2 separate regions of the Mus musculus genome follow, and region 1 is linked to region 2. A link is a contact called in public HiCAR-type data. All regions are on one chromosome and are shown on one strand. Each heading gives the region's core, a stretch centred on a gene start, on an enhancer-like site or on the middle of the called end of the contact. The rest is flanking DNA. Distances are from core to core; before and after follow the strand shown.

Evidence for each region. HiCAR-type assays count read pairs that join an accessible place to other places.
Region 1: a HiCAR-type map of astrocytes shows a contact between it and region 2, with 4 times the contacts expected there. The contact joins the promoter of Gdf6 here to the promoter of Tox in region 2. A contact is called at or near these places in 3 of 115 datasets of contacts at active chromatin or transcription factors (astrocytes, embryonic forebrain and embryonic midbrain).

The regions. Positions count from the first base shown.
Region 1 is chr4:9,841,600-9,848,174 of GRCm38.p6, forward strand. Gdf6 (growth differentiation factor 6) reads left to right here and starts at 2,773. Exons shown (of 2, transcript NM_013526.1): 1 at 2,773-3,293. The coding sequence starts at 2,879.
Region 2 is chr4:6,988,056-6,993,896 of GRCm38.p6, forward strand. Tox (thymocyte selection-associated high mobility group box) reads right to left here and starts at 2,781. Exons shown (of 9, transcript NM_145711.5): 1 at 2,335-2,781. The coding sequence starts at 2,436.

The sequences.
Region 1 (6,575 bases), core at 1,523-4,022, 2.9 Mb after region 2:
TTAGTATAACAACACATATATGTACACGCGTGTGTGAGTACACACACCACACACACGGGGGGGGATGGATGGAGGGAAGGAGAGAGAGAGAGAGAGAGAGAGAGAGAGAGAGAGAGAGAGCGGGGATTGGAGTAATGGCCTTTCTGAATTACTGTAAGACATACTTTAGAAGGGAAGTTTTAACTACAGGAAACGCTGGGTTAGGAGTCTAATGGCTTGGCTCCTGGTTATATTTCTGGCTTGCTTGTGACCTCCAGCCTTTTGTGTTGGTTTGTCAGTCTATTTTCTCACCTGTAAGTAACCACTAGAGCCTTTGTGGCAAATGCAACTTTCCTCACTCAGATCCAAGGCTGCTAACAAGGACAGCAACACCTGCCCTGGGGTAATCCTCACGACAACAGTCCACATTCTTTGTGGTCCCTGTCGTTTGCCTTTCCACTACCTAGTCTGTTGAAGGGTTGTAGGCCATAGGCAATGAGACCTCTGCCTTGTTTCCTGTTTACTGGTAACTCACAACAGATAACTGCTGTGGGCAAACTGAGCAGAGATGAAGGCCAGCAGGAAGCGTGGTGCTGAGAAAGGATCCAAGCCCATGAGTCATCCCTAACAGGGCTGTGGAGCCAGACATGCGCAGAGTGTTAGCACAAGGTACACATGCTCATTCCCAGAAGGAGAGAATGGAGACAAGCCATGGATGGATGCCTCTCCTGGATGTCAGTACAGCGAGGGGAAGAGAAAGAGGCGCAGCACAGATATTAGAAGGCGATCGATTTGGTATTAGACATTAAGAGATGAGGGTGTCATCTCTGGATAACAGTAATGTATGAAGGACATGTGCACCAAAGATGAAGGAACATGAACAGAGAGAGCTTTTCGTCCTAGTGGGCTAAGCATTATTTAAGACTTAAAACTTCCTAGCTCCTTTCTCAGCCTTACACTGGTGAATGATAATGCTAGAAAGCAGAAGGAAGAAGCTAGACTCCTTCAAGTCCCAGACAGGCCATGGGTTGGCAGTCATGAACTGAGTAGCCCTAAGGGACGTTAAATGGGTTGGGGTAGAACCAGAATCTCTAGTGATAGAGAGCAAAGCAGCCCCTCTCAATAGCCTCGCAATTAGGAGTAGTGGCAATACAGGAGCAGTGTGATCGTGGGCCTCAGTTTCTCTGTCTGTAAAATAGAGATAATGTGGCCCTTGTCTCAGGCTTGTTATGAAGATTATGTGAAACTGTTTGCTAAGGCCATAGAGCCAGGCCTGACACAGCAGATGTCCAAGGTGAGTGTCATGCCTCTTAAGGAAGTCAGAGTAAAGAGAAGGGGAGAGAGGACCAAATTATCCTCACGCCTGCAAGGTCCCAATGAAGACAGGAGGGCCAGGGCGAGAGAACCCACAGAGACACAGCTCAAACCAGGAGGAGCAGAATGGTGGAACCACTGCTTCCTGGGTCTATCCGTGGCTGTGCCCTCTTGGCTGAATGGCCCTGGAAAGCCTTTATCTCTGAGCCTTTTGCCCCCCCCCTTTTTTTTTTAAATCCATAAGTGGAGTAATTTACAGGAGGACGTTTACAGATGGTGCGTGAGTACCCTGTAAAGACTCTGGACAACTTCCGTCTAGAGCGCTGTGCGAGAGAAGCAACGCTTCGCCGCCAAACCTAGCAACGTCCTGAACCGCGGGGCGGTGGGCGGGGAAGACACTGGGAATCTGGGGACAGATAAAGGAAACTCGTGATGGGGCGAGGCTGGGCTGAAGAGAAACAGATTGGGGTAGAGCTGCGCAGGGAGGGGTCTGGTGAAAGGGGGAGAGAGAGGGTGGGGATCAGAGAGTTGGGAGGCCACAGCCAAAAAAAAAAGCATATTTGGGGGGCAGGGACTGGGTGAGGAGAGGTATCGAATCGGAATGGGAAGGAATTTGGGGGAAGGACTAATTCCTGAAGACAATAGGAAAGAGGAAAAAGGAAGTACGGGTGCAGAAGAAGAGGGAGTCAAGCCCCTAAGGGTCCAGAGAAGTGTGGGGTCCCACGAAAGAGAAATGAAGCAGCTGGAGCAAACACCAGAGATTGAGGTCTGCGAGAGGAGAGTCTGGGGCCTGCAGGAGAGCGCGGCAGCTCCGAGCACCGGTCCAAACTCTGAAGACTGGTGGCCTTTGCCTGACCTCGAAGGTCGGGAATTGACGCGGGTCTTTGTGGAAAGCAGCATTCTACCAAGAGAAGGGGGCTGTGAAGGACTGGCCCCTGCGCCTGGCTTCCGGGACTCAGGGATGAAACTTGTGGGCGCGCGGGGGGGGGGGGGTGAGAGGGTGCTAACCGCCCGCTAGGAGGGTAGGGTGGCAAAGAGAGGGTGCCACTGCCCGGAGCCAGGGCGCAGCCTGCGGCAGCAGCCCCCCACCCCCACCCCCGCTCCGAGCCAGCCGCCGCGGCTGCCACTCCCCCGGGTCCCTGGAGAAGTTCGAGCAGCTGGTGGGGACTGACGGTCCCCGGCGCAGGCGGCTGCCTGCGGGCTCTGGCTCCCCAACCCTGGGACAGAGGCGCTCGCCTCTGGCTCGCCCAGTCGGCGCTCCGGACCCCGTGGGGCTCTTCCAGCTCTCACCTTGCCACCACCACAGCCCACCGCTGCCCCCCACCCCACACCTCCTGCCCGCACTACCCGCCTCCCTCCCTATCCCCGCAGCGCTGCTCTCCCCTCCTCTCCCCACCTCCCGGCGAGGGGCGGGAGGGGGCGTGGCAGGGCCTGGATTTGTGTAGCTGCTACCCGGCTCCCCGCACTCGTAGTCTGCAGGAGGAGCGCGGCCCCCGCCGCTGTCCAGCCGCTCCGTGCCTTTCGCGCCCGGCGCAGCCGCTGCTGTCGCCGCCGCCTCTCCGAGTAACTTAGCCACTCGCTCGCCATGGACACTCCTAGGGTCCTTCTCTGGGCGATCTTCCTCATTAGCTTCCTCTGGGATTTGCCGGGTTTCCAGCAGGCTTCCATCTCCTCGTCCTCCTCCTCCTCCACCGAATTGGACTCCACCAAAGACGTGGGGAACCGCAAAGAAGGGAAGATGCAGCGAACTCCACAAGAGAGTGCCGAGGGCCGGACGCCCCCGGAGCACGGGCTGCGGCAGAAGGACCTCCGGCGGCGGCCGCCCGGACAACATCAGGGGCAGGAGCCGCCGGGCAGGGGGCTGCGCGTGGTGCCTCACGAGTACATGCTGTCAATCTACAAGACTTACTCCATTGCCGAGAAGCTGGGCATCAATGCCAGCTTTTTCCAGTCTTCCAAGTCAGCTAATACGATCACTAGCTTTGTAGACAGAGGACTGGGTAAGTGGCAAAGAAAGCGCCCGACTCCTCTCCAGTTGGAGCTCCTCAGCCAGAGCTCTACCCAGGCTCTGGCAAGAGGCTGCTTTTGTGAATTCCCTTCGCATTTTGGACACCTCCCCCCTATTTTACTTTTCTCAAGCCCCCAATTCTGAGTGCAGCTGCAGCTTTTTGCTCCAGTCTGCAATTCTCCCCTACTTTCTTACTTTTTTTCTCTCCTTTTCCTTCCTGTTTTCTATTTTGCCGAAAGCATCGCGGCGGTCAATGGTCTGGTAGCTAGCAGAGGAAGCATAGAGGAAAAGAAGTGATGAGCAAATGAAGGGAAAGGGAGAAGGGTCAGAGAAAGGACTGAGAGACCCTGGCTCCAAAGCTTGTGAGGGTCGCGGGCCCTAGAGCATTCATGAGAGCTTTAGAGAGCCTCCTGTCTCTCAAGGAAAAGCCAGCACAAGGTAGTCAATCCGTCTAGGATCGGTGTCAGGCAGTGCCTAGATCCAGCAGCCCTGTGGGTTCACCCGATGTCCTGCGTAGGGTGTGGGGAAATATCAGCCAGGTGGGCACCCAGTGCCTTGTGGCACCGTTTTTATTTTTCCTCGTCTCACACATGATAGTTTTCAAGCCACCATCTTCGGGGTGGGCTGAAACTGGGACTGATAAAAGCGTGGAGTTGTTGGTGCTTACTGTACTACAGGACGGTACTCATCTACCTTTCTCAGCCAGGCAACCCTTCTATCGATGATCATCTCGGGACCCTACCCTCATCCCCTGTGCCAGACAGGATGCATTCCCGTCTATAGGATTCTGAGCTTCCTCCTCTTGCTATTATCGCTGATCCACAGCATAGCATGGGCAATGAAATCATAGCATCTCAGAGAAATCTTCAGAGATTGGGGAAAGTTCCACTGGCTCCTAGAGAGGAAAAGTAATTCCGAAAAAGCAAGAAAGGAGGAGAGAAATAGCAAAGGGCTGAGAGGAAGGTACAGAGAAGGTAAGAGGTACGTCCCATACTCCCAGACTTAGCTTTGACTCTCTTCCTAGACCCACAGGTTCGGGTTCAGAGGAAAGTACCCAGAAATTCAAGAGTCCCCGGGATTGGGCTGAGGGAACTGCTCACCTACATCTATCTACCTTAATTGTCTGCTCAGCTACATCTATCTACCTGAATTGTTCCCTTGAACCTTTCCAGAGTAGGCTAATGTCCCCCTCCCCCACCTGCCCCAAGCTCTATTCAATCTCCAGCATCCAGCTTTCTGGAAGCTGCTTTTCTTCGCAGCCAAGGTTCTGGCCCAGCCAGGTACTCAGCTACAATCCGAGGTCAGCTGGGTTATGAGCTGCTGAAAGGTCTCGATAGCAAATTAACGCCGCTGTATTTTATGACGATTTTAGGAATAATAAAGTCACCTTTACAAAGACACGTGGCTTCTTCGTATTGCTGCTACTAGGTCTTGGACCTGGGTACTCTAACTGCAGCGCCAGCTTCTTCCTACCGCGCTGCAGTGCAGTCTCTCCCAGCAACTTCTCTGTTAACCTGGCATCTCTAGTGCCATCACCAAAGGAGAAGTGACTGAAGGTCAGAGAATACTGCTTTAAGGGAAGAAATCCTAGAGGCCTAGGCTGCCAGGCGATGGGTACGTTTTTTTTTTTTTTTCTTTTCCTGGGAAGTGGCAGGCTCTCCCATTTTACCCCAGGCAGACACCCTCATTGGTTCACTACTCCCTGAGAGTTCCTTGGCACAGGACCAAAGGACAGTGTGTGCTCTTCCAAGGTAGGAGACTTTGGAATTTCAGAAAGCATGAAAAGCTGTCTGTCTCTGGGGGCCCCAGACCTTGCAAAGACTCCAGCACCCATCAACCCTCGTTTGTACCGCAGCACCTACACACCCTAGAGCTCAGGCACCGCGCTGGGAACCCGCGGGTTCTTCAAGCAGGAGCACGAGGTGAGGTTTGGGGAAAGGGGAAGAACACTGTTTCCCACCCATGGTCGTAAAGCCAGATAGACTGTGGTTTCAACCTCAGAATGCGTTGAGGACAGGGCTGCCAGAGATCCCTAGTCAAAGGAGACGCGGCAATAGCACCGGGACCAGGACCGCAGCTTAAAAGGCTCTGTCTCCTCCTCGCTCGCCAAGTTCGAAAGAAAACTGTAAGAGGGCAGCTGGGATAGTTGGAAGGCTGCGATGCTGGTCTCAAGCCTTACGGGTGTAAAGGAGCTTGGGGGGGGGGGGCGTGCAGAGAGGGACTGGAGGGGCGTGCGGAGGAGGGGCTGGATTGCTGGCTGCAGCCCCAGCTTGATAAAGGGAAAACCTCACTTTCCCTCTCACTGATTTTGATTTGATGTGTCACCGGCGGTGACCTCGGGTTGGACCTTCCGGGGCTTGCTTAGCATTGGGCCCCTGATTGGAGTGTTTCGACTCAGCGATCTAATTGAGGGTTCATGTCATAACACATCAAACGGTGTCTAGTCTCCCGTGATGGAAGGGACCCACTAACCGCGCATCGCATCCTCAGCTTCTGGCGAGGACTTCCGCCCCTCTCGCGCGGGGGTTCTTAACGTGCCAAACTTTTCAACATCCCCTCCCCCAAGCCCTGAGTGGGTAGGCAAGGAAAAAAGAAAGGGCCAGCCGGGGGCTGAGCCGGTCTTGCTAAGTTGGCGCCTTGCCTAAGGGAGGTTTAAATCACCACAGAGAGGTAGTGTAGGCTCGGAGCTCAGAAGCCCAGGGTCCCTCTAGAGGAGGAGCCTCGAAGCCCGCTCACGTGCTCCAAGACACTCGCAGAGAATTGATTAAAGGTCTTGCTCACATGGGAACTTTAACGTTATACCTGAAGCTGGGGTTTGAGAATGGGAGGGCTGGAATAAACAAGAGAGCGATAGCTCCATAGAGTCACCGGCAGCCTTCTGTCCAGTCCGGAGTGCTTTTCCCTGTCTCACTCGTCCCGAAGGAGGCCTTATTGCAAGCTTTGAAAGGGTAAATAACAGTAGCCAGGATTGATTGAGCTTTTCCTGTGGGCCAAGCACTGTGCTAAAAGCTATGAGGACAGGAATGAGCCCATCTACTTCTCGGCTACTGTTGCTGCGTTGCTTTAGAGGTGAATTAAGAAAGACAGAGAAATTAAGTTGTTCAAGGTCACACAGCTTGTGAGAGGTGAGACTGGCGTAAGAGTCTAGACTCTGAATGATAAATACTGTATGTGTGGATGGGATAACGACAAGAAGTTTGTAAGAAGTATGCTGAGATGCAGAAGTTTTTGTTTTTGTTTTTTTTTAAAGGTAAAAGTGAGATTTTCTTTTTGG
Region 2 (5,841 bases), core at 1,531-4,030:
TTGTGGGATCTTGAAACCTTCTCAGTGTGTTTAGTACAATCAAGAAGCAGTGACAAATATATTTGATAGACTGTGGCACAGAGATGGATAGGGAAAGAGTCCCTAGAGAAACCTTTCCAGGAGGTATTTTTCTACTAGAAGAAACAAGTCTTATGACTTTGCATTTTTAAAAATCCATTATTCCCCATCTAAGTTAAATAGAAGTCTTACAACTAGTCTATAGAAAGGATGGCTAATTTGCATTTAAAAAGAACAGTTTGCTTCTTACACACAGGGTGACTTAAAAGGAACTTCAATGGACTAGTAAAGAAATGGTGAAGACTTTCAAAATTAATTCATTCAATTCACAGCACAACCCTCTAAAATTATTTAAGGCACTTAAATTGGAAAATGATTTAATATATTGAAGTAATTCCTGATTTTCCAAAGCATTTAACTTTTAAATTAAATCTGACCCTACTATCACAGAAATAATGAGTGAAATGTGTATTCAAGTCATTACCTTCTTTTTTGGAACCCAAATTCACTGATAAATGTAATAGGACTTGTATAGTTTTATTGCCAAAAATGGTGTCAATCTTTTGATTCTGGTAACAACTACAGAACAGGTCTTTAATCTCCAAGACAGACTTTCTACTTTAAAGAAAAAAGTAACGGTATTCTGGTTATCAGGGGGGAAAAATATCAAGCATAAAGCCCTTAGTTCTAAAGTCAAAATATATTCTAGGCTGCAAGAATGGTGTTAGCAGCAGTGTAAAACTTCATTTCACCAACTTTGCTGTGCGTGCTGAAGTTCAACTTGCCCCTGGCCTCAAGACCTGTATTACCCCTTTGCCTAACTACTAACCTTTGCTCACAACTCTTACTGAATATTACAGTGGACATGGCACCCAGTTGCTTCTCTGTGGCGTGACTGTAGGCTTTGTAACTCACAGCTGTGTGTGTGTGTGTGTGTGTGTGTGTGTGTGTGTGTGTGTGTGTGTGTGTGTAATAATCAAGACTGAGAGCTGAGAACTACTAGCCTGTATGGTAGTAGAGAGTCCAGGAGGCAGGGGTGCTAAACACCTCTACATCACGTTTTAAAGTGAGGACTCCTCAGGAGACAAATGTTGGGAGTTTCAAAGACTTTCCCCAAAGAATTAATCTACTTGTCAGTGAAGTGCCTGAAAGGACTGGAAGAATCTGCCGGGGGTTTTTATCAAGCAAGAACTGGGAGTCCAAAAGGCTTGCCATGCATTTCAGAGACCTTCTTGTCCCCAGCAACCTCTATCAGCTAGGACTGCTTAGACAAATCCACCAAGCCCCAGGAGAGGAGAGATGTGGCCTGTGGCTGCTCTTGGAGACGATCCCTCCGGTCCCTCCGTGTCCCTCTCAGGTTTTGCGTGCATGAAGCCAGGAGAGCAATTACTTCCCTAGAAACTCCTGGCTGTCCTATCCTTGGGCCAAGCTGAGCTCCGGGGCAGCTTCGCCAGAGTTCTCATTCTGGATCACCAGCATTAAATACCTTTCCGCTGTCCTGTGTGGCCCAAGTCAGCAGACTATGATGTAGCCCAGCCAGGGACCCTGCTTCAGCCAGGCAAAGAGCGTCGGAGCTTTACACTTGAATGCAAAGCGCTAGCTTGGCTTCCTGTAAACTTGCTATTTCCACACCCCACACCCCCCAAACGAGATCTGTTCCCCCAAATCATAATGCGACTAGCCCACAGCGTCCTGGTCTCGAGGGCCAGCGTCCGAACTCCAGTTCGGCGGCCGGAACAGAAAACAAAAGAGTTACAGAATAATTTTCACGGTGTGGGAACGCCGGATCCTCCGGGGTCCCTGCACCCCGACTCCTAGCTGCTCCTCTGGCAAGTGATCCGGAGCAAGGAAGCGATGCCACGAGCCCCCGCTGTCCAAGAAAGGGAGGGAGAAGAAGGAACTAGAATATAAACTGAATTCTCCTACTCTGCCTCAGTTCCCAGACCCCAGACACACCCCCAAAGTATTCCGTGGGTTTTCTCTCTCGATCTCTCGCTTTTTTTTTTTTTTTTTTAAATGTCTCCCGGCAAACCTAAGCAGGGATCCTTAGTGGCGAACAGCAGGAAGGAAAGAATCCGAGCAAATCGTGTCACTTTCCGCACAATCGCGTTGTTTGGCAAACCCCCGGAGCTGCTCCACAATATTTACTACCCGAGCGCACGCAGCGCCGCCGCGGGCTGCGACCGAGCGCGCCCGGGACGGGCCTCTGCGAGCCGGCCCAGTCCGCCCAGCGGGCCCCATCGCGGTCCAGCCACCGCTGCCCCCCTCCCGGGATCGAGCCGCCAGAATCGGTGCAGACAAAAGCAGAGTGTTCACCTTGTTGCAATAGTAGGGGTCCAGGCAGGGAGAAGGTCCCAGACAAGGAGCGGCGGGCGCAGCAGCGGGCTGGGCTGGAGGAGGATAAAATCTTACGTCCATTTCACTCTCACATCAAGCAACTCCTTTTCTTTTCCTTTTTGAAAAAAAAAAAAAAAAAAAAAGTGCTCAGAAAAAAAAAAAAAAGCTCAGACGGAACAGAGAGGCGTCTGGGCTCAGGAGTAAAAGAAACACCTTCCTTCCCTCACATCCGTTTGTGGTTTGTTTAAGAAGAGGAAGAAAAGAGAGAGAGAAAAGAGAGAGAGAGGAAAAAAAAAACAGAGGGTGGAAAAGCGCTCAACTCTCCCCCCCAAGCCGTGGCGCGCACCCGTCCACACCGAGCGCGCAGCCTGCCTGGTCCGCTCGGCCCCGGCGCTGTCGGCCCGCCGCCGCCGGGCAGGTAACTTCACGCGCTCATTGTCCCCCCCGCCCGCCGCCCCATCCCCGCCTCCCGCGCCCTTCGCCGCCCGGCACTCGCGCTCGGGCTCGGGGTACTGGGCGTTTTATTGGAGACTCTGCCTTGCTTTGCTTTTAGTTTTTCTCCACGTTAGAGGCCTGGGATGGGGGAGTGATGGAGTGTGTGTGGTGTTGCAGGGGAGATCAAGATCGGAGGACACTAGTGCCCCGGACCGGCGGGGTGCCGACAGAGGCTGGACGCGGCCCAGAGGGTACAGTTGGGGACCGAGAACCAGGCGAGGGACAAACGCAGAAGAAGGGAATGCGGCTCGATCAGTAGTGGCGGGACCCCGGGCAGCGTCAGTGCCCCAGTCAGCACCCCCGGGTGGGTGCCATGGAGGTGGATACAATCACACAAAGGGGCTGGAGAGACTGAGCAAAGGCTGACTGGGGCACCGTGGGGCTCGCACAGCAAGGGGGCGCTGTGGCGCACCCCCGCCCAGCACCCGCAGCCCCACCCCCGCCCCACCCCATTCTTTGAGCCCCCCACCACTTACTCCTGCCCGCTAGCTGCACTGCCAACCTCTGCCCCGCGCGGGAGGTAGAGGAGAGGCTGTCTTGTGGCGCTGCTCGGGAGCCTGCAGGGAGCGCAACCTCTGCCCCATTCTAGTGTGCAGCTGACCAAGGGACCCCAGTTGATCTCTGTGCGAGGAGCGGTGCTCCTGGAGTTAGTGCTCAGAGAGCCTCGGCATTCGGCTTTGGTTCTCAGTGGGAGGGTTTGCAGAGGCTGAGCCTGCCCTTGCGGGACTAGCAAAAAAGACTCCAGGGGTGCTTAGAAGGGTAAATAAGGAAACAGTTATCAGCACACCATGCGCTACAGGGAACACATCTGGGCTAGTTACTTGCCTCTTGGAATTATACTTTCACTGTTGGATTCCCAGTAGCACTCTTGGAGCTCCACTGCCCACCCCAACCTTCACGAATCAGCTGTCTGCTTCCCTGGGCTCTCTTTGTTGGTAGGATAAAGATATCATCCATATTTTGCTTTACTTCGTCAACCCCAAAAACTTGCAATATTGTGTCCCCTGGCATCTGGGAGAGTTTTGGGACCCTGATGACTGTCCAGCGGACATCTTACGTTCTCCCTGAGAAAGACTTTAGAGAGAAGTTAATATAGGGGTGGGCAATGTTTACCTTTCAAGGGTGAATTCCTGATTGCTTCACACCTTAGGGGCCTAAGACCCTGTAAAAAAGTGGAAAATTCATGTCCACAGGTATCTGTTTCTGGCGTCAAAGAATATATGGAAACAGTCTTGTTACCTCCCATCCCCCACCCCAAACCGTTTTTAGTACATGGTGGGTAATAGCCAGCTACTCTCTAGCTCTCTGCAGCCTTTTCCAGGTTTCTCTTCCCTTATAATAGGAGCACCAGTCAAATGCAAAGATCTGAGGAAGCAACAGATGCCCTGTAAGGATAGTAAATTAGCATCCTGGGGTTCTCTCCTCTATGCAAAGGCCTTTGGAAACTTTTCCTTGACTTTGGTTTCCATCCATGGTAGCCTCTTTCTCTTAAACTGTTGTCCTCAGGTCTTCCTTTTATGGGTAGGAAGAACACAGCTTCTTACCTTAAGAGTAATGTGATGGATGTTGGCTTTAGAAATGAGGAAGGATTTTCACTCTGCATTCAAACCCTCTGAGTCACAAAATAAGTGAAAGGGTGATCTTTCCTCTATTAAAGGTCTTTACAATAACAAGTACATAGGTTCAGGGCTTCATAGCACCGATTTTAAAATTCATTTGTAGATGTTAAAGTGGGTGGGGCTATAAAAAGTCTGTAGCTTTAAATAAACACGTAATCTCAAGTTTCTGTCATCAACAAATTATACTGTATAAAGTTTGAGGTTTATAAACTTCCCTAGGATTCATAATCAACTTCTGTTTGGCCCTCGGGCCAGCAGAAAGATGGGCTGGTTTATCGCTGGAATGGTCCTTGCTGTCAGTGTCTTGACTCCTTGGACATACTGGAGGTACCACATCACGTATTTCCACTACCATTATGAGAAACCCAAGGGCCAGAAACCTGTGTCTTACCTCTGCAAGCAACCTGATTTCTTTCACAGGAAGTCTGTGGAGTCAACATGAGAGCTCTGCATGCTAAGGAATTTGAGCTAAAAGTACATTAACCACGAGAGAGCTTAACACTAAAGCATGGTCATCAATATAATAACTTTAAATACCCACCATTGTCTAACATCCTACTCAAGGTCTACATTTTACTGAGTAGTAATATTCCATTCCACTTAAGGAAAATTTAAGTGGCTACACTTTGGAGTAAATACTACTTTAAAAATGAGATAGTTCTGTCCATAGCATGTTGAGTTACTCAATTATTTCTCCAGCCATTTATTTGTATAGTAATAAGCAAAGGGGGGTGGGGGCTGCATATGGCTATGAAAAACAAAATAATAACAAAATCAATACTTAAAACTGGGCATAGCAAGGAAGTAGAGGCTCATTCATTGAGAGGTGAATCATAATGGAAATGTGGCCCTTATACACATTGGGATTCTATGCAGCTGTAAAAGAAAAATGAAACCTGGAAAATGGATGGAGCTAGAAAGTATTATAGTGAGTTAGCTCAAAAAGACCAAAATTGCGTTCAGTCATATGCAGACCGTAGTTTAATACAGTCATATGTATGTATAAAAGCAAGGGTAAGTATGTATGTAGGGCATGAAACTAGAAAGGAAAACGTGAGATGGGACTACAGAGTTGAGGAAGCCGGGAGAGAAGGCAATAGAACACAGGAGACAGGGAAACAGAAGATAGAACAGGCAGATTCAGTGGAAGGGTATGAGGAGGGAGGGTCAGAGAGATGAGAAGAATCAACAACCCAAGGCTTGTTTGAAAATGCCATAGGGAAGATCAATACTGTACATGTGTTAGTTTAAAAATAAGTCTAAAAAAAGAGAGAGATACAGAGAAATAAAAAAATTCAAGGTCATTTTTGGCTACACAGAAGACTGGAGGCTAGCCTGGGGTACAAGAGCTCCTGCCAAATACAAATAAAAT